5 separate regions of the Mus musculus genome follow, and all the other regions are linked to region 5. Evidence: chromatin contacts called from public Hi-C, HiChIP or PLAC-seq and promoter capture Hi-C data. All regions are on one chromosome and are shown on one strand. The core of a region is the stretch at or near the end of the contact, and the rest is flanking DNA. Distances in the headings are between cores, read along the strand shown.

What was found. Promoter capture Hi-C pulls out the DNA fragments that hold promoters and counts their contacts. HiChIP or PLAC-seq counts read pairs in DNA pulled down with a chosen protein or histone mark. A called contact is a pair of places that touch in the nucleus more often than the background predicts.
Region 1: a contact with region 5 is called in a promoter capture Hi-C map of the 3T3-L1 cell line, with 4 times the contacts expected there. The contact joins the promoter of Dock1 here to the enhancer-like site in region 5. A contact is called at or near these places in 2 of 39 promoter capture datasets (both in the 3T3-L1 cell line) and 1 of 484 Hi-C or Micro-C datasets (embryonic stem cells).
Region 2: an H3K4me3 HiChIP or PLAC-seq map of stem cell-derived neural progenitor cells shows a contact between it and region 5, with 4 times the contacts expected there. The contact joins the promoter of Dhx32 here to the enhancer-like site in region 5. A contact is called at or near these places in 4 of 39 promoter capture datasets (the 3T3-L1 cell line, frontonasal cranial neural crest, hippocampal neurons and 1 more), 3 of 115 datasets of contacts at active chromatin or transcription factors (embryonic stem cells, extraembryonic endoderm stem cells and stem cell-derived neural progenitor cells) and 2 of 9 other capture datasets (adipose tissue and embryonic stem cells).
Region 3: a contact with region 5 is called in a CTCF HiChIP or PLAC-seq map of the NIH/3T3 cell line, with 5 read pairs. The contact joins two enhancer-like sites. A contact is called at or near these places in 1 of 15 datasets of contacts at CTCF or cohesin (the NIH/3T3 cell line) and 2 of 115 datasets of contacts at active chromatin or transcription factors (embryonic fibroblasts and embryonic stem cells).
Region 4: a Hi-C map of muscle stem cells shows a contact between it and region 5, with 3 times the contacts expected there. The contact joins two enhancer-like sites. A contact is called at or near these places in 1 of 39 promoter capture datasets (hippocampal neurons), 2 of 15 datasets of contacts at CTCF or cohesin (embryonic stem cells and pro-B cells), 16 of 484 Hi-C or Micro-C datasets (the 3T3-L1 cell line, the C2C12 cell line, the N1E-115 cell line and 8 more), 4 of 115 datasets of contacts at active chromatin or transcription factors (embryonic fibroblasts and embryonic stem cells) and 1 of 9 other capture datasets (pancreatic islet).

Annotation. Positions count from the first base shown.
Region 1 is chr7:134,667,248-134,672,159 of GRCm38.p6, reverse strand. Dock1 (dedicator of cytokinesis 1) reads right to left here and starts at 1,473. Exons shown (of 52, transcript NM_001033420.2): 1 at 1,316-1,473. The coding sequence starts at 1,361.
Region 2 is chr7:133,774,690-133,779,274 of GRCm38.p6, reverse strand. Dhx32 (DEAH (Asp-Glu-Ala-His) box polypeptide 32) reads left to right here and starts at 2,472. Exons shown (of 12, transcript NM_133941.2): 1 at 2,472-2,673. It overlaps Fank1 (fibronectin type 3 and ankyrin repeat domains 1), which reads right to left and starts at 2,384. Exons shown (of 11, transcript NM_025850.2): 1 at 2,305-2,384. The coding sequence starts at 2,317.
Region 3 is chr7:133,998,872-134,003,630 of GRCm38.p6, reverse strand. All of the region lies in intron 4 of Adam12 (a disintegrin and metallopeptidase domain 12 (meltrin alpha)), which reads left to right. Among named protein-coding and RNA genes, the nearest start is that of Gm39103, 22 kb to the left of the region's middle. Within about 2 kb of position 1,975, at least 24 of the 459 cell types and tissues checked have an H3K27ac peak or open chromatin away from gene starts, as enhancers often do. A contact at or near this core is called in the NIH/3T3 cell line, where this site is marked.
Region 4 is chr7:133,853,614-133,858,179 of GRCm38.p6, reverse strand. The region is part of intron 2 of Fank1 (fibronectin type 3 and ankyrin repeat domains 1); the gene reads right to left. Among named protein-coding and RNA genes, the nearest start is that of Gm51500, 78 kb to the left of the region's middle. Within about 2 kb of position 1,674, at least 18 of the 459 cell types and tissues checked have an H3K27ac peak or open chromatin away from gene starts, as enhancers often do. A contact at or near this core is called in muscle stem cells, where this site is marked.
Region 5 is chr7:134,259,164-134,264,021 of GRCm38.p6, reverse strand. No RefSeq gene overlaps it. Among named protein-coding and RNA genes, the nearest start is that of Adam12, 36 kb to the right of the region's middle. Within about 2 kb of position 2,626, at least 78 of the 459 cell types and tissues checked have an H3K27ac peak or open chromatin away from gene starts, as enhancers often do. A contact at or near this core is called in the NIH/3T3 cell line, adipose tissue and muscle stem cells, where this site is marked.

The DNA.
Region 1 (4,912 bases), core at 224-2,723, 410 kb before region 5:
ACCCGGGAGTCCTCTGCAGGGCCCTCCTTCCTCAACTGCACCCCGACTATCTGGCTTTCTGCTTGCCCCTGCCACTCTTCTAGCTGTTCTTTCAACAGTCCTGGGCAACCCCAAGAGAAAACCTCCCACACCCTGAAGCCATCCTAAGTAGGACCCTCATCCCAAATTAAATAGATGGGACTCTAACAGCCCTTCCCAGCTCTGCCATGGGCCTCTGAAAGGTCGGCCAAGCACAGGTGGAGCTCAGCTCCAGTGTTCACAACGCAGGGAAAAATCCTCCAAACCTGGGTGTGGGCCTAGAGTGGAGGTAGGGGCCCTAGGCTTCTCCAGCCCTGCCCCCATGGCCACCATCTCCTACTTGTTACAGAAATAAGTAACTGGAGTTCAAAGGAAGGACACGGCCTTGTAGACTGGAGTCTCCGGGAAGCTTTCAAAGACAGCGGGCTGGGACATGAACTAGGCCTGCAAGACGGTGCTGAAGGCATGCCTAGAACAGACAGCTGCTGAGAAAGTGCCCCAAGGCAGCCCTTAGGGTGGAAGGCAGCAAGCTCCCCTAAATGCTTGCTTGCAAATCCCCAAGAAATGCCTGCTTGCAAGTCAGAGTCTCTGCTCAGGTGAGGCTGGGCGTCAGAGGATCCTTAGGGAAAAGAGAGCAGGAGCCTGGAAACGGAATGGTCAAATCTGGAATGCCAGCGAGCCCTGAGGCCTAGACAGACCTGACTTTTGATGTGGGCTAGCTGGGGGGCGAGACAAGGTCTGCAGGGCTCTGGGACTGTCTGGCCATTGAGGAAAGCGGGACTCCTTGGATCAAAAGTAAGCTTGCAACCCTACTCCTTCTACCCCCTAGGGAAGCGACAAAGGCAAAACCAGGTCCCCGCCCTCGAGGTCCGTTTCCAGAGCCCCGGGGACACAGGAGCGCCTGAGTGTCCCCTACCATCCAGGGCGGGAAAGGCGGCACCGACCCAACCCGGGAGGCGCAGCCACTCCTCACGCGAGAAAAGGAGGCTTCACAGATCCGAGCGCTGCACAATGAAAAGTGTCCACCCGGAGTCCCGGATGCCAAACAGAAGTTTCCCGAAGAAGCCAAAACGCACACAAACAATGACCCCGGGAGCCCCGCGCACGCAGGAGCACACGGGACTACGACAGAGCGAATGCGCGGGAATGAGGAGCACGGTGGACCCCGGAGGGTCCCCGGGTTCCCCACGCGGGCTCCAGCCCCGGGCGGGCCGGGCTCCGCACCGCGCGGCAACAGGCTGGGCGCCGCGGCGGGGAAGTTGCGCGCGGGGCGGGCGCGGGGCGGCGCGCTGCTCACCCACGCCGTACTTCTCCTCTCGCTTGGTGGGGACCCAGCGCGTCATGGTGGCGCTGGCCGCAGCCCACTGGAGCCGCCGCTGCTGCCGCCGCTGCTCGGGCAGGAAACTCTGCGCCTAGGCCGCCATCTTCCATTCCTTCCCCGCCGCGACAGGATGGGGAGGAAAAAGTTTGCGGCGGAGGCGGTGTCATGTGGGACGGGGCGGGCGGAGCGTCGCGGGCCGGATGGGAAAGGCCGGGAGCGCCGGCGAGAGGCGGGACGGCGGCCGGCTGTAGCCCGCCCAGGCGCGCGTGCCCTGGGGCTCGGCCCGCCGGGTCCCTCGAGGGACCCAGGCTGCTTCCCGGAGCCCATGGACGCCCTGCATGCTGCAGGAACCGTGCAACTCACATCCTCTACTTTCCACTAAACACCGTGCACCTCGCACCTACTAATCTGCACTGTATGGTCCTCACCCTGCACTGTCTACTCTGCACCGCATCCAGCACTCTTTACCCACACTCTACTTTGAACACCGAGCACCCAGCATCCCAAACACTCTGCACTCTGTACCATACAGGGTACACACATACACACACACACACACACACAACACACACACACCACGCACACCATCCTGAACACTGTACCCTGCACCTCACAAAGTGCTATCTTTTCACACACAAGCGTGCACGCGCGAACACACACACCACAAATCCTTATAGCCCTCTAGGCCTGGATCTAACACAAATAGTCAGACACCACACATGTACTCACTGGTGTGAAGTGCGGAAACCCCAGTTCTGACCTGGTGGAGAGCGTTGGAGCAGAGCTAGGAGTTCATCGTAGTTCATTCATTCATTCAAAGTGGGCACCCATTTTGCCAGGGTCTGAGCGCATTGAGCGTGCCTAGTAGCTGATGGGAGTGGTGATGTACAGTCAGCACTGGTAAGAGAAGCCTAGGAAAAGACTTTGCAGCCCCTGGGTGTTTCTAACAGCCCAGATCTCTTTGGGTGTTGAGGGTCTGGAGCAGCACAATGAGGCTCCTAGTTTGCAGCAACTTTGAGGCGTTCAGTAGGAACTGGGCCTGCTGAAGTGGGGAAAGAGAGGAAGTGGGAAGAGAAAGGAAGCCAGTTCCAGCTTAGAACAAGCAGCTCCTAGCAACTCTAATCTGAAGGAGGCTGGTCTCAGACTCACCCAGTGCCAGCCACCCACAAGTGCAATACTTCCGATTTCTTCAAGGCCTGCCCATAGACACACCCTGAGCGTTCATTAGAATCCAAGAAAAGGTTAAAACTAAGGGGAGGGGTGCAAGGGGACCTCGGGTCCACAGCAAGCTATTAGAAGGGGCAAATGAGATTGCATATTCTACTGTGTGCCCTCTCTTGCATCCTAGAAACAATGACAAAGACACCAGCCTGGGAATCTTCAAGGACTAAAGGAATGAAAGTTTAAAAGAATGAAGGCTACATTGTGTAAGATTGCATGTCAGAGCCAGAGAGGGGCCAACTCAACTAGAATTGGAAAGGTCAGGTGCCTACCTGCTGTAGACAGGGCCACCCCAGCCTGGAGCAGTTATATCAACCCGTCCAGAATGCAGCTTAAATAGCCAGGAGCTCCTGGATGGGGAAGGTGAGAGAGAACCTCCCCAGTTCAAGATAATATACAACTAAGATTTCTAGCAATTCAGCCACTGATTCATAGAAAGTCACAGGCTCCTTTCACTGATAAGGAACTTCAGTCCCTCAAAAGGGAAGCTGCCAGGGCTCACCTCCCACGTGGCCTCCAGCATTCACTAAAATCCGAAACCTCAAGGGTTCAGGCCTTGAGGGTGGGGTCCAGTAACTCACCTGCTCCAAAGAGAAGCAACCAAAGGTGCTAACCAGAAGTGGGGTGCTCAGAGTCAAGTGCCTGGCCCACTTTAGGTCAAAAGAGTTTCCCTGAGAAAACTGTCTTAAGCCTGGACTTTAAGGATAAGCAGAAATGAGTAAGGGGAAGTGGGGAATTAAGTGGATGTGCAAGGGGCCTGGGGTGGAAAGAAATGCTGGTTTTTAAAGGAAGGAAGAAACCAGTAAGGCTTATTTAGACGTGACCCACGGAGATGCTCCTGGATAGAAGGGCTTTCTAGGTCTTCCTGGGATTTTGGAAATCCATGAAGAAAACCAGGAAGATGGATTTCAGGAGCACACATATTATCTTCTGTGCCTCATTTCAGTTCTGTTTTTGAGGCTCCATATGAGAGCAGATGGCTTGTGTTGAGAACAACCAGGCGCCTGAGATCCAACAGTCCTTGAAAGCATGCCCTGCTGTGGCCAGCTGTGCAGTCACTCTGCTGTTGCTTCTGCCTCATCCTCCTGGTGCTAAACCTCAGGGTCCTGACGGCCCCATACGTGAACCAGGACTGCTGGCACCAACCTCATGGGACATCCTGAGGCTCTCCAGAGAGTGTAGCTATATAAATCAGCAGCAGACCCAGAGCTGACGGCCTCCTGTCTCTCCCTTCCTCCGTGTTCATTGTTCAGTAACCTCAGGGTACACATTTTCACTCTGATAAAAAATGACTGGTACAGGAAGCTAGGGAAGTGGGTCAGTGGGTGAAATGCCCAATATGCAAGTTTGGATCCCCCAAATTCAAAAAACAAAAAACAAAAAACACACAAGCATGGCAGCACACACCTGGAACCCCAGATGGGGAGCCAGAGACAGGAGCTCATTGGCTAGCCAGATTATCCCAACTCATGAGATCCAGGTGTAATGAGAGACCTAGCCAGCCATTGAAGAATGCACTGACGTGAACCTATACCTGCACATGCACACATGTGCACATATATCTATGTGTGCAGGAGCACACACCTATACAAACATATACATACAACACACATCCTGGCTTAATCTGGTTTTGATTTCTTGTAAGAATGTTATGCTAAAATAGACTTACAAATCAGAGTTTTAACTTTATGTTACATTTTTATTTTATTATTGAAGGGAGGGATCTGCATCCTTGGAGGTCAGAAGACAACTTGCTGCAATCAGTTCTCTCCTCCTATATCCCAGATATCAATTTAGAGGTCAAGGTCTTGACAGCAAGCAGACTTGTCTCATTTCACTACAGACTTACACTCATTTCTCTGGCCTGTAAGTCAGTTTTAAAACTTCAGGTGAGCCATGGCCATGTGTTGGAGACAATGTGGCTGGAGACTTGTCCATATGCCCATATTCCTTGAAGCTCAGAGATTGGTCATCACCCACGGGCAGGCATAGTCACATCTTGTGGCTCAAAATATCACTATCTCCTTGTCCTGTGTGACCACACTGGTTCAGTATTCGTTGGTTCCCTGAGCCTTGGGATTGTGGCAGTGGCATTTTGAACTCCTGACTCATAGCCACAGATCTTCTGCCAGGCCTCATACCTCTGCCAACTGGCTGCAAGGCCCGGAGCTCCTGAAATCAGTGATGGATCTCATCCTCAGCTAATGTAACCACAGGGTAGGGAGCCAGGGCTGTAGTCCACCTGGAAACCCATAGCCCAATGGCCCAGCTGACGCATTGGCAGGAGCACAGACTAGCAACTTCCCACTGAAACAGGGGGCTGACAGAATCAGGGATCAGCACAACAATATT
Region 2 (4,585 bases), core at 1,223-3,722, 480 kb after region 5:
GGTTTCAGTAGTTCCCCAGTGGGTCTCTGGGACGATGCACTCTTGGCCTGACCCACGAGGCACTGTGCTGTGTGTTTACCCCCCCCCCCCCCCCAGTTCTTACAGGGAACACAGTAGGAACCAGAAAAGAGAACAAATAAAAGTATCGAGGGCTGAAGATTTTGCAGTTCGCAGTGTACAACTTTAAACAGTACTGCATACTTACAGAAAATAAAGCTGTCTTTAGAAGTTATATATTTCTCAGCTAAGGATGTAGTTATGTTGGTATAGGGCTTGTCAAAAAGCTATCACATCGATATCCCATCTTTAGCACCACATGGGGCTGGGGAAGGCCTATAACCACAGCATTCTGAAGGATCAGAAGTTCAAAGTTATCCTTTGTTACATAGTGAATATGAGAGCAGCCTGGGATACATGCGACCACACACACACACACACACACACACACACACACACACACACACACAGATACTTTCTCTAGGAAAAGATCACACACAGCCTGGCATCGGTTTGGAATGAGAGTAAATCCCTAACATTGCTGTATATTCATTTTTTTCCCAGCAGGTTGGATAAAGTGTACAATCCTTTGACTTTTAAACACAAATGATAGATGTTGTATAAAAATCCTACCAATCCAAGCAACTGTAACTCCCAACCTGTAGGCTTTATATTCAGCAAGTTAAAAGGGAGGAAGCCTTTAAATTTTCTTGTTATTATGAAATGAGTGTGTGTGTGTGTGTGTGTGTGTGTGTGTGTGTGTGTGTGTGTTTCCCTTAAGGAACATGGGATTTGGTCTAAGTATTTTATGTTTGAAACTATGCAAAAAAAGACAATTTGATTTATTTTTTAGCATCAAACTGAATCTTATCAAGGTTTGAGCTCTTTGGAGTCTCTAAGTCAAACAGTGTATTTGTTTTAAGAACAAAGGAGGCAATAAAACAGCATGGGTGGGGAGGAGGGAAGGAGCCTAGGACAAAGTCCCTGGAAAGGTTGGGAAAAACAGTGGACAGAGAGGTGAGTTCCAGGGTACCTCAGTTCTAGCAACTCTAAAGCACACATCTTCAGCCATCTATCATACACAACTTTGTAGCCCATCGTGGTAGCCCATGCCTTTAATCTTAGCACTTCATAAACAGAGGCAGGTGGACCTGTGGATTTGAAGCCAGCCTGGTCTTTAAACAGTGAGTTCCAAGCTAGCCAGAGAGATAGTGAGATTCTGTTTCAATCAAAACAAAATGAAAAACAGCACTGTAGCCCCAGCACTTTCAGAATGTGGAGCCATGAAGATTCTGAGCCACTGGTTCAGGAGGCTAGGTCACGAAGTTTGCCCTAAACTCAAGGTCAGCCTGGGCTGCAGGAGACAAACTCAAACTTAAGAGTATTTTTAAAAACAAAACAAAAACCAGGGCTAATGAGATGACTTCGCGCAAACAATGCTTGCAGAAAGTAAAAGAGCCAAGTTTGATGCCCAGAACCTCCATAAAATATCAAGTGTGGTGGTGTGATTTGTAGATTCAGCCCTAGAGAGCTGGAGACAGGATCACCTCTGGGGTTCTGCTAGCCGGTTTGCCTAGCCTAGTTCACTAGAGCTCTAGGTCAGTGGGACACCCTGTCTTGAAAACCAAGGTGGGAGCCTGAAGATGTGGTTCAAATATCATGAACACTGACTGCTCTTCCAAAGGACCCAGCACCCACAAGCCTACTCACAGCCTGCTTTTATTATAGTTCAAGGGGATTGGGTTCTCTCTTCTGGTCTCTGTAGAGGCACAAGGCACATGAGTGGTGCAGAGACATATACATGCAGGCAAAACATCTGTACACATTAAATAAAATAAAATAAAAATTTAAAACCAAGGTGGATGGCAAGAAAAGACACCAGAATGTCCCCTCTGGGTTCCACACAAATGTGGCACACTTGCATGTGCACCTGTGTGACACCTGCACACGTGTGCACAAACACATGCATCCGCACGAATAGTCAATAACAAAGAACGGAAAATTTAAGACAAACAGGAATGAGAAACTTTTGTTATGTATCTTATGCTGGGCGGAAGCACATGAATTATATATACCACAGACTTTAGGGATAAGATCGAAGAGAGGCAAGAACACATAAATTCAAGGCCCAGGCTCCATGGAGGTTCACTAAGACACTGGAAGCACTATTAACCATTCGTAAGCCCATTGCTAGTGAGGGCATCAGCCGTGCTCTGTGGAATCTGTGGATCATTTAGCCGAGGGTTCGAGACCTGGCCCGGCTAGCTCGGTCTCTGCTCGCACCCCAGGCCCTAGCCCGCCGCTTACTGTGGGGCTCCATGGTCAGCTGCTCCCGGGGGCCCTCGGGCCCAGCCCTGGCGGCGCCGCCCTCCTAACGCCTGTCTTCGTCTGGCGTCGCTCGGGTTGCCCTGACAACCGGGGATGGGCAGGCGAGCGGGCGGGCGGGGCCCGGCGGACGGCGAGAGGGAGGGACCAAAAAGTGACGTGGAAACGCAGAGCAGCGCACGGGCGGGAGTGGCGCAGGGGGGTCGCGACCCGGGAGCGCGGCGGCTTCAGCAGAGCCGCGCCCCGAGCTCGGGAACGCTCTGTCAGCTCCTCTAGGGACCACGCGAACGTCGGCCGGGCTCGGGAAGCTCCCGCCCAGGCTCTGGGAGGCCTCGGCGGCCGCCGCTGCAGGTAACGGCAGGGCAGGCGGCGGGGAAGCAGGGAGGCCGCGCACCTGTTGCGGCCCCGCCCGACCAGGCACAGCTGAGGGCGAGGGCGCCCCCAGCTCCGGAAGGAGAACCGGAGCTCCGGCCTGAGATCTTCTGGACCCTGGTGGGTTAAGTCTAGGATGACCTGAGACGCCCCAGTGAGAGTCAGAACAAACCCTGCTCCAGCCGGATGACTCGGTCTTTGCACCGCCGTAACCCCAAGCTAGAGTCAGGGTTACCCCTGCATCTGGCGTCCGTCCAGGTCAGGGTCCGGATGAACCCGGAGATGCCCGGGTGAGAGTCGAGATAGACCCTGTTCCTGCTGGAGGACCCAGCTTTTGCCTGCCAGTACCCATTCTCCAGAGTGAAGGGCTATTGCTTCAGGATGTTGCCCCAAGTCATGGTCCGGACTCGGCCTTTGCGCGTGGCAGCTCTTTTCCAGGGTGGGTACCCTATACCGGGATGTTGTCCCAGGTCAAGGCTAGGATGACCCTAAGACTCCGAGTATGGGTGCTCTCAGCTCCTCCTGGAGGACTCGTTCTTTGCACCACATGTTTCAGAGAGGGGTGTTCGAATCCGTTTGCCTAGGTGAGGGTGTGAAAGCTGCTCCTGCCTCTATAGTAGGCCAAGGCTGTCTACTGAGACTACGGGCAGTTCCTCCCCTAGTCCTGCTCTGTCTATCATCCCCACTGTCACCTATCATATTTCAGGCTGTGGGCCCCTTGTGGGATCTTGGAAATTGGTTTAGTTTGGTGTGTGTGTGTGTGTGTGTGTGTGTGTGTGTTTGTGTTTGTGTTACAATACTCATTTTTCCTGTTGATTTTTTTTGGGGGGAGAGGGGGGTCACTGAGTCAGCCAAATTGTGTAGGATACTGGTTTCAAAGACCAGGATCCAGGTTTTCCTTTAAGAAAGGTGTGAAGGGGGGAAAAACCCACTAGGAATTTTTATCTGGTATGGTGTAGAATTTTCAAACCACCTCAGAGAGTGTCATGGGTTAAGGAGAGAAGAGGGGGAAGCAGAGGAAGGAAGAAAAATGGAGAAGAGATAAGAAAGGGATGAGGAAGTGCGGAGAAACAGAGGAAATTGTAGGATTGATTTACCGGTCAGCGCTGGACATTAAAGGCCTTCCATCAACCCCTACTGCTGCCATAGACAGGACTAGAGAAAAATGGAAGGCCCAGCCAGCTCTATTGGGGTCATATAAGTGATTACTCATCTTTGCCAGTAGAGAGATTTCTACCGCGTGGCTGTCAAGGACTCAGGGGAGAATTACTTTCCCCAGGGAGTCATTCAAAGCTTAGTTGAATCCAAGAAGCATCTATTCTGTGATGGAAATGGACATTTATTATATTCTGCCAAATTAGGCTTCCCTCTCTATGAGGGTGAATTGTCAAAGCTAGGAGGCTTACGAATGGGTGCAGACAAGCGCTGTGATTTATGCAGAACTCAAACTTCCTAGGCTAAAGTATCAAACAGAGAAATTCAGGTTCCTGTAACTTAGAGGACGGAGGAGACAGAGTAAGATTCTGGGTGCTTCAGTACCAATATTTCCCAAACACTGGTTCTCAGAAGCAAAATCACAATGACGCTTTCCCATGCAGGAAGACATGGTTATAATGGAACAGCAAATGTCACAAACAAACCTGGCAACACACACACACACACACACAGGAGAGGAAGTTAAAATGTCAGAAAATCAGTAGCCTAGATATTGAGGGATTTTTTTTCCTTAAATGAGAGTGGAGATCTCCATGCTAAGGTAATAAAGACTAAATGTGGCCATTGTGTGTGGATTTCAAGATTGAAAACGTGGAAATAGAAATTACTGAAGGAGTAACTTATAATGCTTTAGAAGAGACCTAAATCCTAGAAGTGGGCGTTGAGGAAGTCTCCG
Region 3 (4,759 bases), core at 726-3,225, 260 kb after region 5:
GACCTGTCCAGACAGAGCCAAGGCTGTCTGAATCAAGGCTAAACCCAGTTCCTAGTTAGTGGTAAAAAAGCAGGAGAATACTTGAGCATTATACATCACCGTCATCCACCTTTTGTAAGGCCTGGTTAGCAGCTAGAGTAAGAGTCCTAGGGGAGGAGATATGAGGATCTCCTTCTAAAATACCAAACAAAGGCCTTAACTCAGCGGAAGGAATCTTTAAAAAAGGTCTGAGCCAATTAATATCTCTCAACAGCTTTTGAAAATCATTTAAGGTATGGAGGTGATCTCTTTTTATCTAAACATGTAAATATTGATTTCTCTCAAAGGAGGAAATATGTGTGACATCCATTTGTCAGACCTGTAATGGCCTGACGCCACGAGGGTTTACCCCTATGTGAGTAGATAAAATTTGACAACAATCTAAAGGCATTATTAAGTAATCAGAATCATTTTCAGTAGAACCAATCCCTCTTGCAGCTCTAGGAATACCAGAGGAAGAAAAAACAGCCATGTAGGCTTGGCAAAATTATTAGTTGAGCTATTCTGTCTCTTTGTGATATAGAAAAGACAACTTGAGGACAAGAACAGAGAACCTGAAGTTCCCCTTTACAATCCTGATCTACAACTCCAGGGTGGACAATAAGACCTTGTAGGCTGCAAGAGCCTGCCTCTGTCATTATTGTCCAGTGGCTTCACCTGCTCGGGAGAGCGCCTTCCAGGCCCTAATAGCCTTTTCATCTGATTCAGAACTATTAAGAACTGGCTTCTCTAATTGATCTTTTTTCTTTTCTTTTTCCTTCTCCTTCCTTCCAATCTCTCCCCAGGTATTCTTACCTGACCTAAACTTTTCCTCAGGTTCAAGACCCGTGGAAAGGCCTGTATGCTTATTTTGTGTACCATATTTTCTCTTTGCTCCTATTCTCTCTCCCCGCTTTACTTCTGATAGATTGTCCTGAACTTCATCCAGAATCCGCCCTGCCTTAACCACTTGATAACATGTGAAAAGGAACAAAAGGGCTTCTAACACTAGAGAAAGTTCAAGGCCAAACATACCTTATAAAGCTATTTTCCACTTTACTTCTGATAGACTGTCTTGAATTTCCTTAGAAAGTTCAAGGCCAGGCTTACCTCGTAAAGCTATACTCACTGGTACTCTCGTTCCCCAGCTGAAAAGTTCTGAATTCATGCAGTTGAATCCTTCTTAACAGTCTGCTTTACGGGAACCTTTATTACCGCGACCCGCAGTTCTGGTTCTGGAATGAGGGATCTTCCTTGCGCCGGTGAAACTCCCGTCCCGAGTTTCCTCCCGGGTTTTTTCTTTTCGGATTTTTTCTCGTCCCGGAATTTCTCGTCCCGGGTTTCAGCACCAATTCTTAATAGCGTTCTCACGCCCGGCCAGGAAGAACACAACAGACCAGAATCTTCTGCGGCAAAACTTTATTGCTTACATCTTCAGGAGCTAGGAGCGCAAACCCCCAGCCTAGGACGCATCACTCCCTGATTGGCTGCAGCCCATGGCCGAGCTGACGTTCACGGGAAAGGCAGAGTACAAGTAGTCGTAAAATACCCTTGGCACATGGGCAGATTATTTGTTTACCACTTAGAACACAGGATGTCAGCGCCATCTTGTGACGGCGAATGTGGGGGCGGCTCCCAACACTGGTCTCCACTCAGGGACCTGTAAAGATCCCTTTGCCTCTGACCCTGCCTTAGGAGTCAAGGTCCCTACAGGGTCATAAATATAACTCTGCCACAATCCAATTTCTCAACCAATACATGGAGGGCCCAACTATGTATTTCTGAGTCATGAAGTTATCCAGACAGTGACTCACAACTTCATCAAAATGAAATCATGTTCATTTGCGTGTGGTGAGTCATGTTGAAAAAAACTGAATTTCAGGAAATAGGAATTGTCTGGGAGAATCGAGTGACTGTGCTCTGCAGTCTAAGAGGTTAATCCCTGTTAAGAGTGAGCAATGGGCTCATGAGCTAACTCGGGTAACCTGAGAAGTAAGTTGTGAGCGCTCATGACAATGAAGATGGGTAGGGTAGTTGACTTCAAGGAATGGTTTATGAACACTAAACTCCACTTCCCCTGCTTCATAAAAGCAATATTTCAAGTTATTGAACTGGAAATTAATTTGATTCTAATTTGTTTTCAGCCCGTGCTTTAATGAGCTTGTATTCCTGTGTATTTAATTAGAAAGTACACTTGATAAATAATCCATTAACAATAGAACCTGAGAACAAATGAGTTTCAAATTTCAGAAGTCAGTAATTATCGTCACTGTGTGGTTTATCATCCCCTCCCCCAAATGAGGGAAAGTCTTAAGACAGATCTCAAAGGCTAGTGATCCCGCTCATCTGGGCAGCCCAAACTCCAATAGCAGCTGCTATGCTGTCCTACTCAGTGTCTCCTTCAGCTTTGACATTCCTACAGGGGCCCAGGGCTAGAACCCACCCCCTACCTCCAGCCTGTATAGCACAGCCTGGGAGGGGACCAAGATCCCTCTGATGCCCTGAGATATTTCTATCCAGTTACATGCATCCCTCATGTGAACAAACTTTTACATGACTCCCTGAAAGTAAAGGGGAAGAGCAGGGTCATTCAAAATGCACACAGGCGAGGAGGCACACTCCTATCCTTGTGTCCCCTCCTTGATGTTCTACGAGATATCTGATGTGGCTGCCCAAGCAACCACATCCCCTCTCAGTCCCTGAATTGAACCAAGCCACTGCTCACTGAAAATGACAGTCTCATGGAGGAGAGAGAGATTGCTAGGCACTCTGTGCTCCTGTGTCAGCATGGGTGCTCCCTGAACTGTGTGCCCCCTCCATCGGCCACTGCCTTTGCAGTTTTCCATCTGTAGGTAATTCCTTCTCCAGCCCTGACCTCTGGGCACCAGCTGTCCATACCACAGCATGTGCAGTGAGATACTCTTCGGCAAGAAAAAGCAGAGTTCATGATAGAACCTGGAAAACATTATGCTGCATGAAAGAAGCCAGGCACGGGGCCATGTATCACAGGCTTCCATTTACATAAAATGAACAGAACACGCAAATCCATAGGGACAGAGGGGAGACTGGTGGTTGCCAGGGGTGGTGAGGAGGGACTGTGGGGTTCCAGGTGTCTCTGTGGGGTCGTTAAAATGCTCTGGAATGAGATGGTGGAGATGGTCGTGCATCCTTATGGATTTCAGTGATGGAGGACTTCAGGTACTCTGTGTACTCTAAGCAGAACACCATTACAATGCTGACATGTCATGCCTTAAAATAGTGAAATGTATGGCATGGGAATGTAATCTTAATTGTAAAAGAGAATTAGCTCTGCAGGCTATCCAATTGTCACGTAAAACAATTGTAATTAAAAGAGTGGAACTGGCTTAGGAGTGGACAGTTGAGCCTTCCTTGGTGGACTATAAAACAAAGAAGAGACATAGACATACCCTGAGTATTCCCAAATGCTGTTTGAATGTCTTGCATGCTTGATCACTAAGTCCTCAGCTGGTGGTTATACCGGGTGGTGGGGGGGGGTGGGGAGGGGGGAGGCCTTGTTGTAGGAAGTGGGTCACTAGGGCTAAGCCACTCTACTTCTTTGTTGTCACGGGGGAGCAAACAGCATCCCTCTCTGCCAAGAAGTCCACTGTGCCTCCCCTGCCACAATGGACTATGAGCCGAAAGAAATCCTTTTTCCTTGAAGTTTCTACCAGGTTATCACAGAAACAAGAAAAGTCACAAACATAGCACATGCCAGAGTGTTGGGAGAAAACTGATGAGCAGTGGTGACTAATGGCTGGTGTGAGCTTGTAGGAGCCAGCATAAACTAGGCCTGTACTTCCAGGTTGTAAATAAATCCTGGGGAGATTAAAGAGCTACTCTCAAGACTATGTAAATAGAAGAAAATAAAAGGCATGTACCCGTGACCTCAAAGAAAACTGTCTTTAGTAACAGTAAATTTGGGGGACAGAAGAGACTCGAATTTATAAAGCCAGAAACTCTGGGCAGTAATGGTCGGGTTCAAAGAATTTTCTTGCGCAATAATGGCAATAAAATATTAACATCCTGAATCTATAGAAAGGACTCTAAAGTCAGAAAATAAAAAGCTCAAACAGCACTACCTGTCTCCCTGCAGCCTTCTCACCTCCCTTCATCCTTTGCCTTTTAGATGACCCAAGAATTGTATCCTCTTGTGTTGTTGAGATGAGATTATCTTAGCAAATTTCTCATGATAGCAAGGGTTTCCCTGTTATTCAAATTCATCTGGTGTTTGTTTATTTGTTTGTTTGTTTGTCAATTGATAGTGACAGTGGTGGCGGTGCATGAGTTTGTGTGCCACATGCACTCAGGTGCCTATGGAGGCTGGAAAAGGGTATCATATCTGCTTCCCTGGAACTGAATTACAGATGGTTGTGAGGTACAGAGCCGGTGCTGGGAACCAAACCCCCATCCTCTGCAGGAACAGCAAATGCTCTTAGCCACTGAACCATCTTTCCAGCCTCAGTCATTTTTCTTAGCAAACTTAAGATTGTATTTGTGAATGACTGTCATCAGTAGGAGCAAGGCACCTGTGAGGTGACATGGGCATGTCAGAGGCAGGCTGAAACCTTATTGTCACTTAGAAGGGATGGTCCCTTTCTTACAAAAAGCTGGTATGCTACTGGAGTCCTGGATGAGGAGTTCTGAGTATGAGCGGGCATTCCTTGTCAATCAGCTATTTAATTAGAGCTGCGACTCAACCTTTTTTCACCAGCACAATTAA
Region 4 (4,566 bases), core at 425-2,924, 400 kb after region 5:
CACTCACACCCTGTAGTTAATAGAGGTCTAGTACACTGGCAAACTTTAAGGTGTTCTGCTTTGGTTTTTGAGGTGAAGCCTTGGAAATCTGTCTAGGCTAGTCCCCATCTCCTGGCCTCAAGTGACCTCCTCTGTCTTGGCCTCCCAAGTACCTGGGATTACAGGCCTGAACCGGGATCCACTTGCAAATGCTTTAAATCTTTCACTAAAAGCATCCTGTGTCCAAACAGTTCACACACTCCTCCTCTGTCTCCCCCCTCAATTATGGCACAAGCTTCCTGATTAATCCTCTCTGCTGCCTACTGCCCCTCCTCCCACAGCCTCATCTCAGGCAGCCACAGTGGCCCTCATAGACCATGTAGACCCTGCCTCTTCTGGACGAACAACTTCACTTGCTCCCCCCAACCTCTTTCTAGTAAAAGCCAGTGCTCTCTGGATAAGTCACAGCCACACCTTTACCTCTTGCTACCTTGTCGACCTCATCAACACCCCCACCTGCTCACACCTCTTCTCCACATTCCTCCATGAGCTTTCCTGTTTGACACTGCTTTGGCCTGGAAAGTCCCCTTCAGTACCCCACACTTGCTTCAGGCCCTTAATCCTGGTCCCAGACCCCTAACCTGCCCCATTCTTTCTTCTTTAGGACCTAGCACCCCTGACACACTATACATTTTTACTTGCATGTCTCATTTAGCAGGTGTTTTTCTCAACATGAGGAATTCCTATCTGACTCCAGTGCCATATTTCTGGCTTTTGGGACACTGTTTGCAATGTCATGTGCACTCAGTAATACATGACATGACGTGAATAAAAAGCACAAGAGGGTGACAACTGTCACAGCAAGGAAGGGCAACAGTAAGACAGCAAGACAGTTGATGCAGAATATTACTCTGGCAGGACAAGGGCACAGAGAACAAGAAACACACAGAGAGGATGCCAAGGCATATTCAAAAGACAGGAAGTGCCTACATCAGAGACAGTTTGTGCTCAGAAAGAAGAGGTAATCAAGCAGGTGTGGACAAGCTGCACACACACACACATGCACCATGTATATCACACAAAGAAACAGACAACACAAATATGTGCATACATGCACATGAGTGCACACACACATACACACGGACAGCTTTAAAAGGGAACAACCTTCACAGTGGAACATGATTAAACAATACCCTAAGGAGTCAGACTGTATGGCAGCCTTCACCTTCCATGTAGAGAAGACCCACTTGAGATGATATGACAAATGAGAGTGAAAAAAACAAACAACAAGTCAACCTTCAGGTTAGAAAGAAGAGACAACGAGCAAAAAGACTCATCTCACTGGCAAATTCTGGGTAGTTCAGGGCGTGGGACACACAGGAACCAGACAGAAATAGAACAGAATACCCTGGCCTCAGGAAGGGGAGCAGAGGGGGAACCCACAAAACTAGGTAACTGTACTTCTGAGAAGTATAAGGGAAACCCAAGCCAAAGATCACTCCAGTGATACAGACTACAAAGTGCTGATGGACCAGAGCCAAACTGCCAGGGCATGAGGAAGCCCCAGTACCACCAGCCCAGCATGCAGTAGATAACCATCCTAGTAAAGAAGGCATTTGCCTTAATGATCTAATGAGGTGGAAGATGAATGAGGTTGAGGCTGCTGCAGTCCAAGCCTGCCACCTAGTGGTCAGATACATGCACACACTTTTCCAAGGGATAAAACCTTTCACTAAAAGGCCCTTGGAGCCAGGGTGTGCAGATGATGCCACCAGCTCTGGATGGCAGACCGCTATCCCAGACTGTTCTCTGGCCAGACCACAGCCAGGCTTCTGGGGCCAACTGAATGACGCAGACACTGTATCAGCTGGAGGCTGGTGCACGTGGCTGGTATCTGTCTAGATGAACCCTGGGCACTTGGTATCAAAGAAAGAAACAAGGAGAGAGAGGGAGAAGAAGGAGAAAAAGAAGAAGAAGAAGAACAACAACAACAACAACAACGAGGAGGAGGAGGAGGAGGAGGAGGAGGAGGAGGAGGAGGAGGAAGAAGAAGAAGAAGAAGAAGAAGAAGAAGAAGAAGAAGAAGAAGAAGAAGAAGAAGAAGGAAGAACAAGAAGAACAAGAACAAGAAGAAGAGAGAGAGAGGGAGAGAGAGAAGGAGAGAGAGGAGAGGGGAAGCAGAAGAGAGAGAGAGAGAAGAGAGGGGAGGCAGAGGGAGAAAGAATAGAGGAAGGAAAGAAAAAAGGAAGGAAAAGGGCAGGCCAAGAAGCAGCAGAAGCACATAGCCAGGACAGTTCCCCCATGCTCTGGCCAAGTCAGACAAGCAGAAGGCTGTCTTTTTCTCCCTCCATTAAAAAATACTTAAATATAATTAAAGATGAGAAGGATGGTTCAGTGGGTAAAAAGAGCATCAGGGCCTGAGTTCAGATCCTGGAGAGATGGCTCAGCGGTTAGGAGCACTGACAGCGGGTGGGAGTGGGTGGGTGGTTGGGGGAACACCCTCATAGAAGCAGGGAGAGGGGGGATAGGACAGGGGGCTTGGGGGAGGGGACCGGGGAAGGGGACAACATTTGAAATGTAAATAAAGAAAATATCCAATAAAAAAAATAAAAAAAAAGAGCACTAACTGCTCTTCCAGAGGTCCTAAGTTCAATTCCCAGCAACCATATGGTGGCTCACCACCACCTGTAATGGGCATCTGGTGCCATCTTCTGCTGTATCTGAAGAAGCGACAGTATACCCACATACATGAAATAAATAAATCTTTTTTTAAAAAAAGAAAGAAAGCTGGCTGTGATCCCACACACTTGCAACGCCAGCACTGGAGTGGGGAGAGATAGGAGGAGAGTTGGGGTTTGCTGTCCAGTCAATTTAGCAGGTGGTCATTGCCAGAGGGCAAGCTGGGTGTTAATGAAAGAACTTGTTTCAGTGGAATAGGGGCTAAATGAAAAAGCAGGGCACTCAACACACTCCTCTGGCCCCCATGGGTACCTATCCCTGCACATGCACATATACATGCACACACACATATGCACACACACAATACATTTTATATTATGTATATATGTGTTTAGAAGGAAATCACCTTCATAATAGAACATGTGACATGATTAAAGAAAATCTTGGGGATTTGATGGCTAATTTTTTTGTTTTTGTTTTTGTCAATTTTGATGTAAGCTAAAGTCATTTGGGAAGAGGGAACCTCAGTTGAGAACATGTTTGACCAGATATACCTATGGGAAAGTCTATAGGGCATTTTCTTGATTAATGATTGATATGGAAGAGCCCATGCCCATTGTGGGCGGTGCCAGTCCTGGGCAGGGGGTCCTGGAGTGTAAGAAACCAAGCTAAGCAAAGCATGGGGAGCAAGCCTGTAAGCAGCACTCCTCCATGACCTCTGCAACAGTTCCTGCCTCAGGTTCCTGCTCTGACTCCCCACCCCCACCCCCGCCCCCACCCCTGCCCCCGCCCCCACCCGTGATGGACTGTGGTGTGGAACTGTAAGCTGAAATAAACCTTTTCTCCACAAGTTGCTTTTGGTCATAGAAACCTAACTGAGTCAGGGATTCAAGGTCCAAAATTATTTTCATATGGTAACTATATTTCAGTTAATACTATTTTCATTTGAATACAGAGAAATGCTTCTCAAACATCAGGATATTATCGCTTAGCTAACAATTAAAGAGTGGGGTGCAGGGGAAAAAAAGACACTGGAGAGGGGAAAAGGGGACAGTGTGACATGAGATCAGACACACATCATCACCATCCAGGCTGTCCCACATCAGCACTTGGGTAGAATGCCTCTAGAGGAAAGGACAGACAAGTAGCTGACTAAACATTCTATGACCACATCATTGCCAGTCTTCTGTGTCCCAGGGCACCAGGGAAAGGTTGCGGGGTGGGGGGTGGGGGGCGGTGAGGCCTATGGGCTCTTCTGTGCTAAGCCTTGTAGAACCTACAATCAAGGTTAAGCGAGACCACACTTGCCTTTCTCTGGTATTTCTAAGTGTCAGGAAGAAGTGACTTTTGCAAAGAGCTGAGCGGCCAAAGGAAGTTACGGCAACGCTACCATGAAGACAAGGATTCCCCTTTGTGGCACTTTGTGTAAAAGCCATAACTGCGAGGGCCTGCAGCCTGCCAGCAGTGGTCTAGGAACTGTGTCAGAGTACTGCACAAGTCAGAAGCCTTGGCCATCTCCCATTATGCCTAAACATTGGTGGGGACACCAAAAAGAACAGGCCAGCGCAACTCTCATGGGCACCCACCCAAACAGGGAGCTGAGGTGAGGCTGCAGGCGGGGTGGGTGGACTGGCAAGCTTTGTGGCCTTTAGAGCAAGAAGGGAGTATAGGGGAGGGGGCTTCATCTAGGTGGGAAGGGTGGCCAAATAAATCAGAAGAAAATGCTAGGGACACTAACAAGCAAGGCCCTGATGTGGGGCGAGCCTGGCCTGGAGGCTGAGATAGAGGCCACTCTGAGTGGAAAGAGTTGAGAAGGGGCAACCGTGTCAGAAGAGATTAGAGCAGTCAGCTGGTGTGGACTAGAGGTGCTTCACCTGGCATCCACACAGAGGACAGTCCGATGGGGAC
Region 5 (4,858 bases), core at 1,377-3,876:
CACCCAGCCAGGAGAGAAACCACATGGTAATCCAAGGATGCTTAATGTACTGAATCATTCACCATATAGAGAATTGTCTAGTAAGAAGTGGAGGCAGCTCTGAAGAGCCCAAGTAGCCACAGAAATAAAGGAGCTGCACTAGAAGAATTAGAGCATGGCTCAGCAGATGACAGAGAATGTTTTGTACTGCCCCACCCATAGAACTTACTGAAAATCCACCCTCTGAGGCTTGCCCTGAGGCTTGACAGAAACCTGACCTGCCTGGGGATTTTGAGCCCCCTCTGCTTCAGCAGCAGTCAAAGGGGGGTGGGAAGGTGGGGTGAGAGGAAATGCCTGCTTTGTAGGGCTTGGCACAGTACCTTGCTGAGCCATATCTCTCCAGCGCCCCCTACTGACCAAGTTTAGCATTGCTCAGCCACCTAAGGGAGACTCTACAAAGGGTAGGATCCGTTTTAACTGAGCAGACAAAAAGGGTGGAAACAGGGTGGAGGGTGGGGGTGGGGTGAAAGGAAAAAAATTCAGTAAAGACCTGGCACAGTTGGTTGTTTATCCTTGCCTCAGTTTCCCTAACTGCCAGATGCAAGGTAAGTATAGTGCCTTCTTCATGCGGTTGCTATGGAAATAAAGTGGATGGGAGTGGAGTGTGTGGAAGAATGCCTGGCCCAAAGCAAACACATCATGAGTGTTTCCTGGCATGCACAGAGGTGGGAGGAGAAGCTCATGGGCCATGAGTTGGTTGAGAGGGCTTAGCAGTGAGATGCTTCAAAAGGCCATTGTATGCTTAGCTTTATTGCGTCTGGTCAGTCCTGTAAGCAGGAAGTTTTATCATAAAGTTTGGTTGGGGGCTGGGAAGGTGACTCTATAGGTGGAGGGGTACTTTCCCAAGGCATGGCAGACAGCCTGGCTTTGATCCCCAGGACCCACAGGGCAGAAGGGGAGAGCTGACTCCACAGCTTGTCCCCTGGATCTTTTCACGTGCACATAGCATGTGCTTGCCCCCACACATAAGCGCAGTGAATAAGTAAAGAAATGCAAAATATTCTTGAAAACATTTGGTTGGCTGGTTTTAGGGCTTTTGAGATACAGTTTCATGTAACCCAGGCTAGTTCTGAACTTTCTATGTATCAGAGGCTGGCCTTGAACTTGTGACCGACCTGCAACGGCTTCCCAAGCTCCTGGCTTCTGGTAAACTTTCACATCCCCTCCATGTTCCCATCACCTTGGGAATCCTTTCAGAGCAGCTCAGCAAAGTTTGTGTTTGCTTTTCTAAAATACTGTTAGGGCCTCTTCTCAGTACGCCAATGAATTCCTATGTACAGTTCAACAGCTTTTTGAAAAAAAATGCACACTTTAAGTCAATTCTGCGATAGTTAAGGACAGACTCTCTTGGATGAAGATCCCAAGACATCTGTCCTTACTTTTCTTTAGTATCTCCAGAGTATTTCAGAAGCTTTTCCCATGCATCTAAATTCAGGGCCCAGCTGTTTCCAGACTGTTCGGTGATACTTAAGGAGGTGGGTTTCTGTCAGCTAACATTTTAAAGAGAGAATGCTAGATGGAGCCAACTTTTAAGAGTTCATAAAACACTCACCTTCACTCCAAACCTGCTGCTGAGTCCTCAAATGTAAAGAAGGAAGAGCCAGCCGCACATTAAATGGCACTAAAGAATGTTTTCAAGGGCGGTTCTTAACTAAGGTCCCAGAGAGGGGAACCACGTAGGAATATGGCGTGTTGTCTGGTGTGGGGTAATGGTCCCTCTGTTCTGGCTGGGACAAGGCAGAAAATGAACATTTGGTTTCCTGTTGAGCTTATTTTCTTATTGTAGAAATTATTTTAATGCTGACAAATGGATCGAACACAGCCTGAGTTTCTCTTATGTTGTATAGTAATAACAGAAATATCTAATGTTATGATAAGTAGAGAAATCAAGGCCTACAGAAATAACGCAGCCATTTCTTCCCTCCTCTCAGGAACTGGCCACCAACTGTTGAGTATTTTTCTTAAACTCAGACCTCAAGAAAGACTCCGTGGGGTTTGAAAATTCTAACTAGACTTTGCCATCTTAACGTCACCAAACAAATTCTCTGAGAATGATTTGTTTGCATTTGAGGATGTCTTAGGTCCAGAATGGAGATGGCTTTTCAGAGATGCAGCATGAGGGGGCTGAGGAGTTTCTAAAGAAAGATTCCTGAGTTTGGACCAGGCAACATTTGAAATCCTTAGAGACATCCAGGTGGTAAGAGAACTGAGCCATCTCCCGGTGGTCCCCATGACTTTATGTGGAAGGAGCAATTCCTATTTGGGTTATACATCCTGTCTGCCAGCTGGTAATGGAATAATGGGAAAACAATTGTCTTGGCTCTTCAAACAGCGTCTGTTGCCAACCCAACTTCCTGGAAGCTGTCAGCTCCCCTGGGTGAGTCAGCAAATACTTGCTCTGTGGAGCAAGACTCTGAAAGAAGTACCGGTAAGGCAGCCAATCATGAGAGAGTGTGGATAATTCTCTGTCTCTCAGAGTCCCTACTTTTCACCATTCACTGGCAAAAAAAAAGTCATGCACTAGACCTGGCCTCTGAGTGTATCTGATGACCCACAGTCTGGGTATGAGGCACAGTGTATGCAGGAGGGGCTGGATGTGTCTGCCCAGGGAGTGTGATCTAATCATTGGTACATGAGAGTTCTGGGTCAAGCAACTAAGAATGTGGTAGGAAAAAAAAAAAAAAGACTTCTTTGGGTGGACAGGAATGCACTGTGTGCACTCTCAAAGGAAGTGAGCTGCTAAGTGATTACAGTGTGTCCATCAGCAGATGGCTCCACATGGTAAGGCTCCTTGAATTTGTACTTTCATCAAAATTGCCCACAAATGTGTAGCCCTGCAGAAACCTTTGAAACCCGCCATCCTTGGCAGAAGCAGCCCATTCCTGGGACTGAATCACTTTGGAAGTTTCTCTAGCTCGCTCTCCTTCTCCCTCTCCCTTCTCCCTTCTTCTCCCTTCTCCCTTCTTCTCCCTTCTTCTCCCTTCTTCTCCCTTCTTCCTTCTCCCTTCTTCTCCCTTCTCCCTTCTTCTCCCTCTCCTTTCTCCTTTCTTCTCCCTTCTCCTTTCTTCTCCCTTCTCCCTTCTTCTCCCTTCTTCCTTCTCCCTTCTTCCTTCTCCCTTCTTCTCCCTTCTTCTCCCTCTCCTTTCTCCTTTCTTCTCCCTTCTCCTTTCTTCTCCCTTCTCCCTTCTTCTCCCTTCTCCCTCCTTCTCCCTCTCCCTTTCCCCTTCCCTTTCCCCCTCCCTCTTCTTCCCCTCCCCCATCTTGCTATGTACAGTTGGGACAAGGCTGGCTGATCCTGGAAGAGCAGGCTATGCAACAGGTACTGGAGATTCTGCAAGGTCCCCCACTAACATCCTGTGGCTTATTTTCGAAGGCCAGGATCCTCCACCAAGGCAGACCTCGGTCTACAAGTCACATGGACTATAGCAATGACAACTTTGCAAGCTTCTCCAAAAGTTCAGAGCTTTTCTTTAAGTTGCAGGTGGTGTCTCAATGGAAGATTTAATCTGAGGTGCTCATCTGGAATGTGCACAAAAGGAGGGAGGGCGACACTGAAATTCTAGTTGGTTCCTTTGCCTCTCAAAAAAGGTTCCTGGACACATCCTGAATGGCACTTGTCGGGCCTTGGTGCAGTCAGAAAGGTGACTTCAAGTAGTAGTGTTTGTCCCAGATCTAAGTGCCTTAGACCCTGGGAAGGAAAGAGCAGACTTTTTCAGAGCATCTCAAGACAAACAAAGGAAAACTTTTAAAATTCTTAAAAGACAGGGAGGAAGATGACTCCTCACTCAGTAGATGAGCTGACATGCAGTGGTTGGTCCTGAGTGCTTCCCACGAGCAAAAGCTGAGCCCAACAGCACACACCTGCAGTTCCAACAATCCCGACGCTGGGGACAGAGAGACAGGAAGCTCTCTGGGCCTCTCTCACCAGCTCACTTAGCCAAAACCATGAGCTCTAGGCTTGGTGAGAGACCCTGCCTCAAAAACGAAGATGGAGAACAATTGAAGTAGACACCAATTGTCATCATCTGGCTTCACACATATCCTACACACACACACACACACACACACACACACACACACACACACACAGCTGAAAAGAGGGAAAATATAATGGCTATTCGGGGTTGTGAACTTGACTATGTCTGGAATTAGCTACAGCCCAATGACTGGGCAAACTTGTGAGAGATTTTTTTTTAAATGAAATCATTAGTATTTGAAGTGGTAAGACTCATTTCTAATCTGGATCTCTGAAGTGGAAAGATACACCTTTACTCCAGATCTCTCTCTCTCTCTCTCTCTCTCTCTTGAAACATCGTATCTTTTTTTCGTTTTTTATTGGTTATTTTATTTAGTTACCTTTCAAGTGTTATCATGTTATTTATTCCCCCTTCCCAGTTTCCCCTCCACAAGCCTCCTATCCCTGTCCCCTTCCTCCTGCCTCTATGAGGGTGCTCCCCCACCCACCTACCCATTCCTGCCTCACCGCCCTAGCATTCCCCTATCCTGGGTCATCGAGCCTCCGAAGGACTAAGGGGCTCCCCTCCCAGTGATACCTGCTAAGGCAATCCTTTGCTACATATCCAGATCTTTTGAGGTCTGGACCACACTTTGCTGGCAGCCTGTATAAATCCACCGAAGAAGGACGCTTACTCTCTATCTGCTTGCTTATACTCTCTCTGGCAAGTTGATCCTTCACTGGCATTACAGTCTACTTCCTTGGGATTCAGGTCTATGTTGAAGACCAGCTGAGACATCCAGCTCCATGAACTGAACAGCTATTGGATTCGTGGCCCTTCCATTGGTAGACAGCCATTGTTGG